Regions from separate parts of the Sus scrofa genome. Here region 1 is linked to region 2. A link is a contact called in public HiChIP or PLAC-seq data. All regions are on one chromosome and are shown on one strand. Each heading gives the region's core, a stretch centred on a gene start, on an enhancer-like site or on the middle of the called end of the contact. The rest is flanking DNA. Distances are from core to core; before and after follow the strand shown. Region 1 holds the start of LOC110259834 (proline-rich protein 36-like). Region 2 holds the start of EIF3B (a long non-coding RNA gene).

The links. HiChIP or PLAC-seq counts read pairs in DNA pulled down with a chosen protein or histone mark.
Region 1: a contact with region 2 is called in an H3K27ac HiChIP or PLAC-seq map of alveolar macrophages. The contact joins the promoter of LOC110259834 here to the promoter of EIF3B in region 2. A contact is called at or near these places in 1 of 47 Hi-C or Micro-C datasets (epiblast stem cells) and 1 of 2 datasets of contacts at active chromatin or transcription factors (alveolar macrophages).

Annotation. Positions count from the first base shown.
Region 1 is chr3:1,822,137-1,827,091 of Sscrofa11.1, forward strand. LOC110259834 (proline-rich protein 36-like) reads right to left here and starts at 2,200. Exons shown (of 2, transcript XM_021086002.1): 1 at 1,996-2,200; 2 at 1-1,690. It overlaps TTYH3 (protein tweety homolog 3), which reads right to left. Exons shown (of 14, transcript XM_021085989.1): 14 at 4,148-4,955.
Region 2 is chr3:1,642,615-1,646,875 of Sscrofa11.1, forward strand. It overlaps EIF3B (a long non-coding RNA gene), which reads left to right and starts at 2,848. Exons shown (of 19, transcript XR_002342196.1): 1 at 2,848-3,567.

The DNA of each region.
Region 1 (4,955 bases), core at 950-3,449, 180 kb after region 2:
CTGGCCCCCCACTCGGGTGTGGGGCTGGCTGCTGCTGCATCTGCCCACAGCCCACCCAGGTGGAATCCCCAGGTGCTGGCCAAGAGACCACTCACTTCCTGTTTTAACGAGGTGGTCACAGCAGAGCCTTAGACGGGCAGCCTGCAGTCACTGGGAACTTGGTGGTAATGCAGATTCCGGGGCTGCCCCGGCTCACTGGGGGCTCCCCATGGGTCCTCTGAGAGTGTAGGTCTGGCCCTGCCCGGAATCTTCTGTCCGCCAAGGACCTGGCGCCCCCTGCCGGCCATCTGCCATCCCTGCGCCTCCTGGAGATGGTCCTGCCGCGCTGACGACGCCCCTCCTGGGCCCTGGCCCGCCCCGCCTTCTCCCCCTCCCCCCTTAACGGGATCACACCTGCCGCCCCTCCACGCAGGTACCCACAGGCGCCTCCTCCTGGTATGATGTTGACTCGACTCCTGGCTCACGGCCACTCCCACACTGCTCTAGTGACTTGGCGTCCTGACCCTGCCACACTCCTGGCGTCTGCTTCCCCAAGACCCCGCCCCCTCCATGGTCACTCCCCAAACCTTGGCCACCCCGTGGCAGCAGAGGGCCACTCTGCCTGCACCTGCTGTTATCCAGCTCACTCCCTCCGATTTCCTGAGTCCGCTGGGCCCCTGGTCCCCTACCCCTGGAGGGCTTGTCCCCCCCGCTGCCTGAAACCCCAGGGTCTGGTCACCCGCTGCAAGTCACCGTCACCTCCCTTGGCCTCTCTCACCTCCACACCTTCTGTAGTCTCTGACCTGCTGCTTTCAGCCTGCTGCCCACTCACCACCCACACCTGGGCGGCTGGAGGGCCTGCCTCCCCGCCTGGTGAGTCTCACCTGTGCCAGACCAAGCGTCGCGGGGGCCTCTGGGCAGACCCACCATCTCTGCCCCCCACCCCCGCTCTCCCACAGCACCCCACTTCCTCTCTGCTTCAGAGACCTGCCACCCCAGCCCCCGTTTGAATTGTTCTTCTCTGAAGGCGTCCAGGTCACCAAATGGCCGGTCATTTCCTAGTCCTCGTGGAACCCGGCCATCAGCAGCATCCGCTGGGGTCCCTCATCCCACGACACTGTCACAGCTCCCAGGACACCCACTGTCCTGGGCTTCCTCTGGCCTCCCTGGTCACCCCTCCACCTCTTAAATGCCAGATTGGAGGCCCCCAGCCCGGTCCTTGGCCCTGCCATCTCCTCGTCCACACTCACTCGCTGGGAGATGTCACCCAGGCTTGTGGCTTTCAACACAGGTCCAAGCCAGACTCCACCCGACAGTCTCCACCCAGTGCTCTCCCAGAATCCCAGACGCGTTCATCCCGCCACCTCTCCTGTCGGCTGCACCCCACAGGCCTACAAGGCCTTGTGCTCGCCTGGCTACAAGACTGAAGGAAGCCTGGAGTCAGCGACACATACGGCAGTGGTTTAATGGATGGGGGAGCTTACATGTCTGCAGCAACGTCCTGGAGCGACGAACCACCGCGGGCGTGGGCAGGACAGGGCAGTGGCAGTGCTCTGCTCCAGAGAGGAAGGGGAGCCTGCCAGTCATAGGCGGAATTGACTTCAGGTTAGCGCGCTAGTTAGCAGAGAAACCAGCAAGGCACGCCCCTCACAGCCCGCTGATAAAAACAATCAGCAGCTGGGGCCTGCGCAGGTCTGCAGGTAGGTCAGTCCTGAGCGCGGGTACAGGTGAAGCAGGTACAGGTCGGGCAGCGGATGTAGAGAGAGCAAGAGAACAGCCATCTTGAGTGGCCTGACCATACATCTCCAAACCTTCCCTGGGTTATTTCACGAACACCTCGGGCTCCACATCTCCAACACTGGACCTTCCCCAATCCTGTGTCTTTGTGACAATACCTCCCCGTCAACTGCTCAACCCAAAGCCCCTGCCTACACGCAGTCTGCCAGGAAGTCCTGCTGGTGTCACTTTCCCAAGCCCAGTCCCTTTTCACTGGCCTGGGCCACCCTCGGCTCTCACCTGCATCACTTCTGCCCTTGCTCCTGTCTTGACTCAGCAGGCAGGGCCATCCTTTAAAGTGAGTGTTAGGTCACTTCAGTCTGCTCAGACCCTCCGTGGCCTAACCCTGAGTCAAGGTCAAAGTCCTTACAAGGCCTACAAGCCCTTGGCAGTCCCCACCCGCTGCTTCATTTCTTTTTCTTTTTTTTTTTTTGTCTTTTTGCTATTTCTTGGGCCGCTCCCGCGGCATATGGAGGTTCCCAGGCTAGGGGTCCAATCGGAGCTGTAGCCACCAGCCTACGCCAGAGCCACAGCAACGCAGGATCCGAGCCGCGTCTGCAACCTACACCACAGCTCATGGTAACGCTGGATTGTTAACCCACTGAGCAAGGGCAGGGATCGAACCCGCAACCTCATGGTTCCTAGTCGGATTCGTTAACCACTGCGCCACGACGGGAACTCCCGCTGCTTCATTTCTAACCACTCTCCCCTTGATGCTTCCGCTCCGGTCACCTTCACCTCCCTGCTTGGACATGCTGGGCGTGTAGCTGCCTCAGGGCCTTTGCTCACTCTGCCTGGAATGCTTTTCTCAGATAGTCTCCAGATCTTCCCACAGTACGCAGAATAATGGCCCCCAAAGATGTCCAAGGGCTAATCCCTGGGATCTATGACTTTGTCGCCTTAGGGGGCAAAAGGATTTTGCAGGTCTGAGAAAATTAAGGCTCTCAAGATGGGAAGAACATCCTGGATGATCTAGGTAGGCCCGATGCTCAGAGAGGTCCTTTAAAGAGGGAGGCAGGGAGTTCCCGTCGTGGCGCAGTGGTTAACGAATCCGACTGGGAACCATGAGGTTTCGGGTTCCATCCCTGCCCTTGCTCAGTGGGTTAAGGATCTAGCGTTGCTGTGAGCTGTGGTGAAGGTTGCAGACACAGCTCGGATCCCCCCATTGCTGTGGCTCTGGCGTAGGCCAGTGGCTACAGCTCCGATTCGACCCCTAGCCTGGGAACCTCCATATGCCGTGGGAGTGGCCCAAGAAATGGCAAAAAAGACCGGAAAAAACAAAACAAAACAAAACAAAAAAACCAGTTAAAAAAAAGAGGGAGGCAGGAGGGCCAGGGTCAGAACAAAAATGACCTAAAGGTGCTGCGTTGCTGGCCAGGAGGATGCAGGAAGGGGCCGTTAGCCAAGGAGTGTGGCAGCCTCGAGAGGCAGGACGCCACTGTGCCTGCCCTGATATGCAGGCAGGAAGCTGGGGCCTCAGAGGGCCAGGGTCTTTGCCTCTTGGCCCCTGGCTCTCATTCCAAGCCTGGGGCTCGCTCGCCTTTTTTGGCTCCTAGGCCCAAAGGTCCCCAGTTCACTCTCTTCCCCCCATGGCACCACGGCAGCACAGAGCCCCAAACGTCTCCACCCCTGGGTGCTCAGCGTCTCCCCTTCAGAGCTTACGTATCCTGGGCCCCCTTCCTCAGAAGCCAGTCAAATCTGAACCACTGGGCCAGGCTGCTGGCGTGTGCCCAGTGCCCCTGCAATGCCACGGGAGCCTGGTTGTCCTCAGCGGGGACTCACAGCCCCCTCCCCACCTGTGCACCCCGCATGGGAGAACATGCCTCCTCCAACTCGCCGCCTTCAGGTCTCCCTGGGTGGTGAGTGGTAGGCCTCCCCCTCCCTAGGGTGATGTGCTGGGTTCCGTGGCCTCGGACAACACAGCCCCTTCCCGACGGGAACACCTGGGAGCGCCGGCCTGGGCTCCAGCGCAGATCCCTATACGGGCTCCGGGGAGGCCCGTCGCGGGGGTGGGGGTGGAGGTACCCCTGCAAGGACGAGGAGGTACCGCAGTGGGGGCTCGGGGATGCCCATTCTCCCATTTGGCCTCTCTGCCCCCTCTCCTGGGCCAGGTCTGTCACCTCTCCTGGTGGCTGGAGAAAGGAACCCTCCGCACCGCAAGCCGCATCTCGTTAGGTCTCTTCGGCGCAAGCGCAGGCTGCACACCGGGCTTTTACGACGCCGCGGAGACCGTCGCTCCGCGCGCCTGCCGCCCGCCCCGCCCTCCCGCGAGACCCCGCCCACCGGGGCCGACCCCGCCCACCGGGGCCGACCCGGCCCTAGTGGCTCCCGGCACGTGGCCGCCCTGCCCACAGACTTGGGTGGGAGCCAAAACAATTCAGTGAAAAAGGCCTGTTCTTTAAAATTTGTTTATTTTAAAACATGAGACCCAGGCTGAATAGAAACCACAGAAATTACATTGACGAGATTTTTAGTATCTGCCAAGAAAAATAAAGGCCCCAGAGAAATAAAAATCAAACCCCAAACCCAGTTTAAAAAGAAAGAAAAAAAAAAAAAACAAAACCAAAAAACTCCCCCCAAAACAGAAACACAGCGACAGCACATACAGCCATGGCCCTAGAGAGGTTGGAGAATGCCTAGCGGTTCAGGCCTCAGTTCCCCGGTCTGGACGCTGAATCACGTTGGAGGGGAGGGTGCAAGGGCCAGGAGGGGAACCCGTGGGGGGGGGGTTGGTCTTAACAAAATTACTCGGAGAGATATATCATATTAAACAAATATAAAGTGGGGTGGCACACAACCATTATGGTTAAAGAAAAAAATCCCACACAAGAGGCCCTGGTCGCCGCCCGGCACAGCAGTTGGGGCTGCCACCCACGCACCCCTCCCGGGTGGGAGGGGGCTCTGGGGTAGGGGGGAAGGAACGGTGGAGATCGGTCTGGAATTGCATAGTGAGATGGGGTGGGCGTGGAGGGGGACATAGGGTCAGGGGAGCCTAGGGGGACGCGCACCCGCGCTGCAACTCCTCCTGTCCGCCTAGCCCGGCAGGGGGTCCCGGGGCCTCTCCCTCCCATCCACGTGGTCAAGGACCACCTCCCAGGATGCTGTGGGGCCTGCGGGGAGCAAGGCCCACAGGTGCAGGGGTGGGAGCAGATGTGGAGAGGTCACCGGGACGGGGCTGGTTAGCAGAGGGCCTGAAAACT
Region 2 (4,261 bases), core at 1,598-4,097:
CACCAGCGAAACCATCTGTGTGGCCGGTGCTTTCTCTTTCGGACGATGACCAACTTTAGTGATTCAGACACTTTCATCAATACAGGCCTGTTTACATGACCTACTTGACCTTGCGTCAGTTTTGTTAGTGGTTTTGAACAAATGACCCAAGTTATCAAATTTGTAGGCATGGGGTTGTTCATCATATTCCTTCACTATCCTTTGAACGTGTGTAGGACCCGTGCTGATCACCCCATTTCATTTCTTTCTTTTTTGTGTGTGTTCTTCTAGGGCCGCACCCTCCAGCCGCACCCGTGACCTACACCACAGCTCACAGCAACACCAGATCCTGAACGCACTGAGCAAGGCCAGGGATCGAACCCACAACCTCATGGCTCCTAGCTGGATTCCTTTCTGCTGCGCCACGACAGGAACTCCCTCACTGACACTTATGGAGCAGTTCACCACAGCCGCTCAAGGGCCATGCCCACGGGAGTCCACGTGCTGGGCCACGAGAGAGCCAGGTGGAAGCGTACTCTTAGGACCTGTACGTGGAAGTCACAGAGCATCACTTCTGCCACGTCCTGTGCATTTGAAATCCGTGATTAATGGCGTTCCCATGGTGGCTCAGCAGTAAGAAGCTGACGGGCATCCGTGAGGATGTGGGTTCAATCCCTGGCCTCGCTCAGTGGGTTAAGGATCTGGTGCTGCCGTGAGCTGGGGTGTAGGTCGCAGACGCCGCTCAGATCCCACATTGCTGTGGCTGTGGTGCAGGCCAGCAGCCGCAGCTCCACTTCGACCCCTGGCCTGGGAATCTTCATATGCCTCAGGGGAGGCCCTAAAAAGCCGGACAAAAAAGAGAAAGAAGTGACCAGAGGCACCCATATTGAGGGGAGCAAGGTTTGGCTTCTGCTTTAGAAGGCGTGTCAAAGGATTTACGAACCTAACTTAAATGCGCTTTTACCCTGACTTCTGTGATGCTTCGGTCCTGGAAGTTTTCCCCACCACACTGTGATTCTAAGACGGCAAGAGTCATACATTCTTTCCTCACCACTGTGTTCCCAAAACAGAGCCCCTCCCACGCAGCCCCGACACCCTGAACATCAATCGCAGCCCCCCTCAGGCTTTGCAGGGACCGCTGAGGGTCTCCGTGCTCTCCCTGGAACACTTAGAGATGTATTTTGAAAAAACATATGCTTCTGCATCGTGAGCACATCCATAATTTTACCCACAGGATAGGATATGACAAGTCCCTTCACTGGGAAGCAGTAATGAGTGGCTACTGTTTGCAACACCTGCGCCCCTGCAGGCAGAAGTCTTCCCTAAGAAACCTGTAGCTGCCCAGCTACCGTCAGCTGCTTTCACACTTGTCTGTATTTTTTTCTTATTCACTCATTGCCACCAATAGCACATTCTAGAACAACAGGGCAGGCAGTGCCCAAATCATCTATGAAAACAGCAGATAAACCTAGAAATTAGGAGGATAATGAGGACGGCCAGGAGAAATTACCTTGTCTTTGTGAAGCGGGTTTACAGGCTACCTCTCACTTTACAGGTGGGGAAGCCAAGGCCCAGAGGCCAAGCAGTGCCCAAAGTTACAAGGCTGAAAGAAGAGGAGGATTCAGAACCTGTGCTCGGCACCCAAAACCCCGGTTCTTTTCTCTTTTTTCTTCTTTAAGGGCTGCACCGGCAGCACATGGAGGTTCCCAGGCCAGGGGTCCAATCGGAGCTACAGATGCCAGCCTTCACCACAGCCACAGCAAGGCCAGATCCGAGCCGGGTCTACGACCTACACCACAGCTTATGGCAACGCCGCATCGTTAACCCCTGAGTGAGGCCAGGGATCGAACCTGCGTCCTCATGGATACCAGTCGGGTTCGTTTCGCGGCGCCACAACCGGAACACCTCTTTTTTTTTCCCTTTCAACTGTGGTAAAACATACACAACATTCCATTAACCATTTTGGCCACTTTTCAGTGTAGAGTTCGGGGCAGTAAGTACATTCACAGTGTCGTGCATGCGCCACCACCATCCACCTTCTCGAAATCAAACTTGGTCCCCGTGAAATTCCAACTCCCCATTCCCCATCGCAGCAGCCATCGTCTTCTTTCATAAAATGATTAATGGGCGGTGGCCCTCACCCCCGGCAACAAGCAAAACACAAGATGCGAATTGAGATTACCTTCCAGACGAAGCAAACCTAACCCAGAGGCGCCGCACACCCGCACCTCCGGAGACCCGGCCTGCGGCCGCGCGGGCCACACCGGCCACGCCCTCTTGCCCGCCCACAAAGCCGGCCCCGCCCACTAGCCGCCCCGATCCAGGCCCCGCCCCGAGTCCGGCTCCGCCCCGCCCCACGCTCCAGCGGCTGACCCCGCCCCGCTCCCGAGACCCGCGCTCTTTAGCGCGTCTGGGGGCGGAGCCCCGAGCGGGCCGAACCACCGTGATCCCCAGAATGGGGGTCGACGGAGTTACAGCCACCGCGGTGGGCTTGGGAGTGATTTAAACATCTCTCACTCATTTTTTTGGTATTGCGCCAGGCAGTCGTCCCTCTAGTAGCTTTGGCCATCTATGGCTCGCTAAGAATTCCTGTTATATTTTGGAATCGTCCGTTCTTTTCCCCGTCAGTAGACGAGTCTAAAAACCGACGTGGGGGGGACTTAGTAATTGAAATAGTTGGTGAAAGGCTAAGATATCCCAAACAAAATATCCTGCAAATTTTTAAGTTTTATTTAATATTAATTTTAACGTCAATTGTTATTTCATGCACATCTGCGTGCTGGAATGATTTCTGGTACCTCCCTGCGGCGTCACAAATAGTTTAGTCCTTCACCGTAAGGCCCGACGGGAGGAGGAAGGGAGTGGTTGCCATGTTGGACGGGACCATCTGCTACTTTACATGGGGTAGTTTCGTTCCCAAACAGTTTGTGGACTGAACAGAGCAGGGGCGGTGATTGGAGCTGAGCACGCACTTATCACGGGAGCGCTATCGTAATCCCTAGTGGACACATTTATACCCGGTGAGCTCCTCTAGACGCGCGGGGCGGCATCGGGGCGTGGGCGCTCCCCCCATCCCTGCGAGTGCCCCACCGCTCGCACATGGCCCGGCGGTAGGCGCGCGGTGCGGCCTGGGAGAGTCGGAAGCGCGGCGAGCCCGGGCGAGGCGGCACCGGAGGGCCATGCAGGACGCGGAGAACGTGGCGGCGCCCGAGGCGTCCGAGCAGCGGGCCGAGCCCGGACAGCAAGAGCCGACCGCAGAGGCGCCTCCGAGGGAGGAGCCAGCGCGACCAGCCGCACTGGAGGGTGCGGGCGGCGAGGACCCGGAGGCCGGGCCGGGGCCTGATGTGCCGGCCGAGCCTTTGGCCGACGGGGAGCAAAAGACGGACGCGACCCCCGGCGCCTCCCCGCCGCCTTCCGAGGAGCCCCCAACCCTGGCCGCAGGCGAGACGGGGCAGGCGCGGGACGCGGCGGCCGAGGCCGGCTCCGAGGGGGCGGGTGGGGAGCCCGGCGGCGCGGCGGAGGACGGTGGCGCGGACGAGCCCTCCTTCAGCGACCCCGAGGACTTCGTGGACGACGTGAGCGAGGAAGGTGAGGCGGCGGGGCGGGTCTGCGCCCAGATTCCCGATCCCCGATGCTCGGGAGCGGTGCCTGTCCTGCGCCTGTCGCCCAGAGCGCCTGGATCTCCGTTTTTTCTCAAAAGCAGAGGGGTGCAGGGTGGAGACAACTCCGCGAACCAGCCTCTGATGCTACAGCCAGGAGTTTGGAGGGTAATGAGAGCACACGGCGTGTACGCAGGAGCCGTGGCCCTGTGTGCACCTGTGTGGTTTTAGGGTCCAGCCGAGCAGGACACTCCACGTGCCGTAGGTTCTCGGTTGACAGCTCTCTGTCTGCGGTCCGGGTGCCCCGAGTGGCCAGCCAGACCTATCAAAGGCCTGAAATTGACCCAGTGCCGACACTTGAGGGGTGGGTGGACGCTGTCCCTCGGGAGTGGGAGGAACAGGGCGGCAAAGTTGGTCTCCTCTGCTCCTACTGTGCCACCGGAGCCTCTGCCCGCAGAGAGCTGCTCAGTAGGACGGTGTCAGCCTGACTGCTGGATTCCCAAGCCTGTAGGCCTAGCACCAGTCACCCTTCTTTCGGCAAATACTTTTTTCTCAGGTTGTAGTCCTGATCACAGCTTTCTTTGACTTGTTTTCTGCCCTGGCTCGACTTACAGCCATTATTTCTGCTCTCTGCCTGTGAGAGCCGGTCTCCAAAAGCTGTGATGTTGGCTGATCTCATTTGT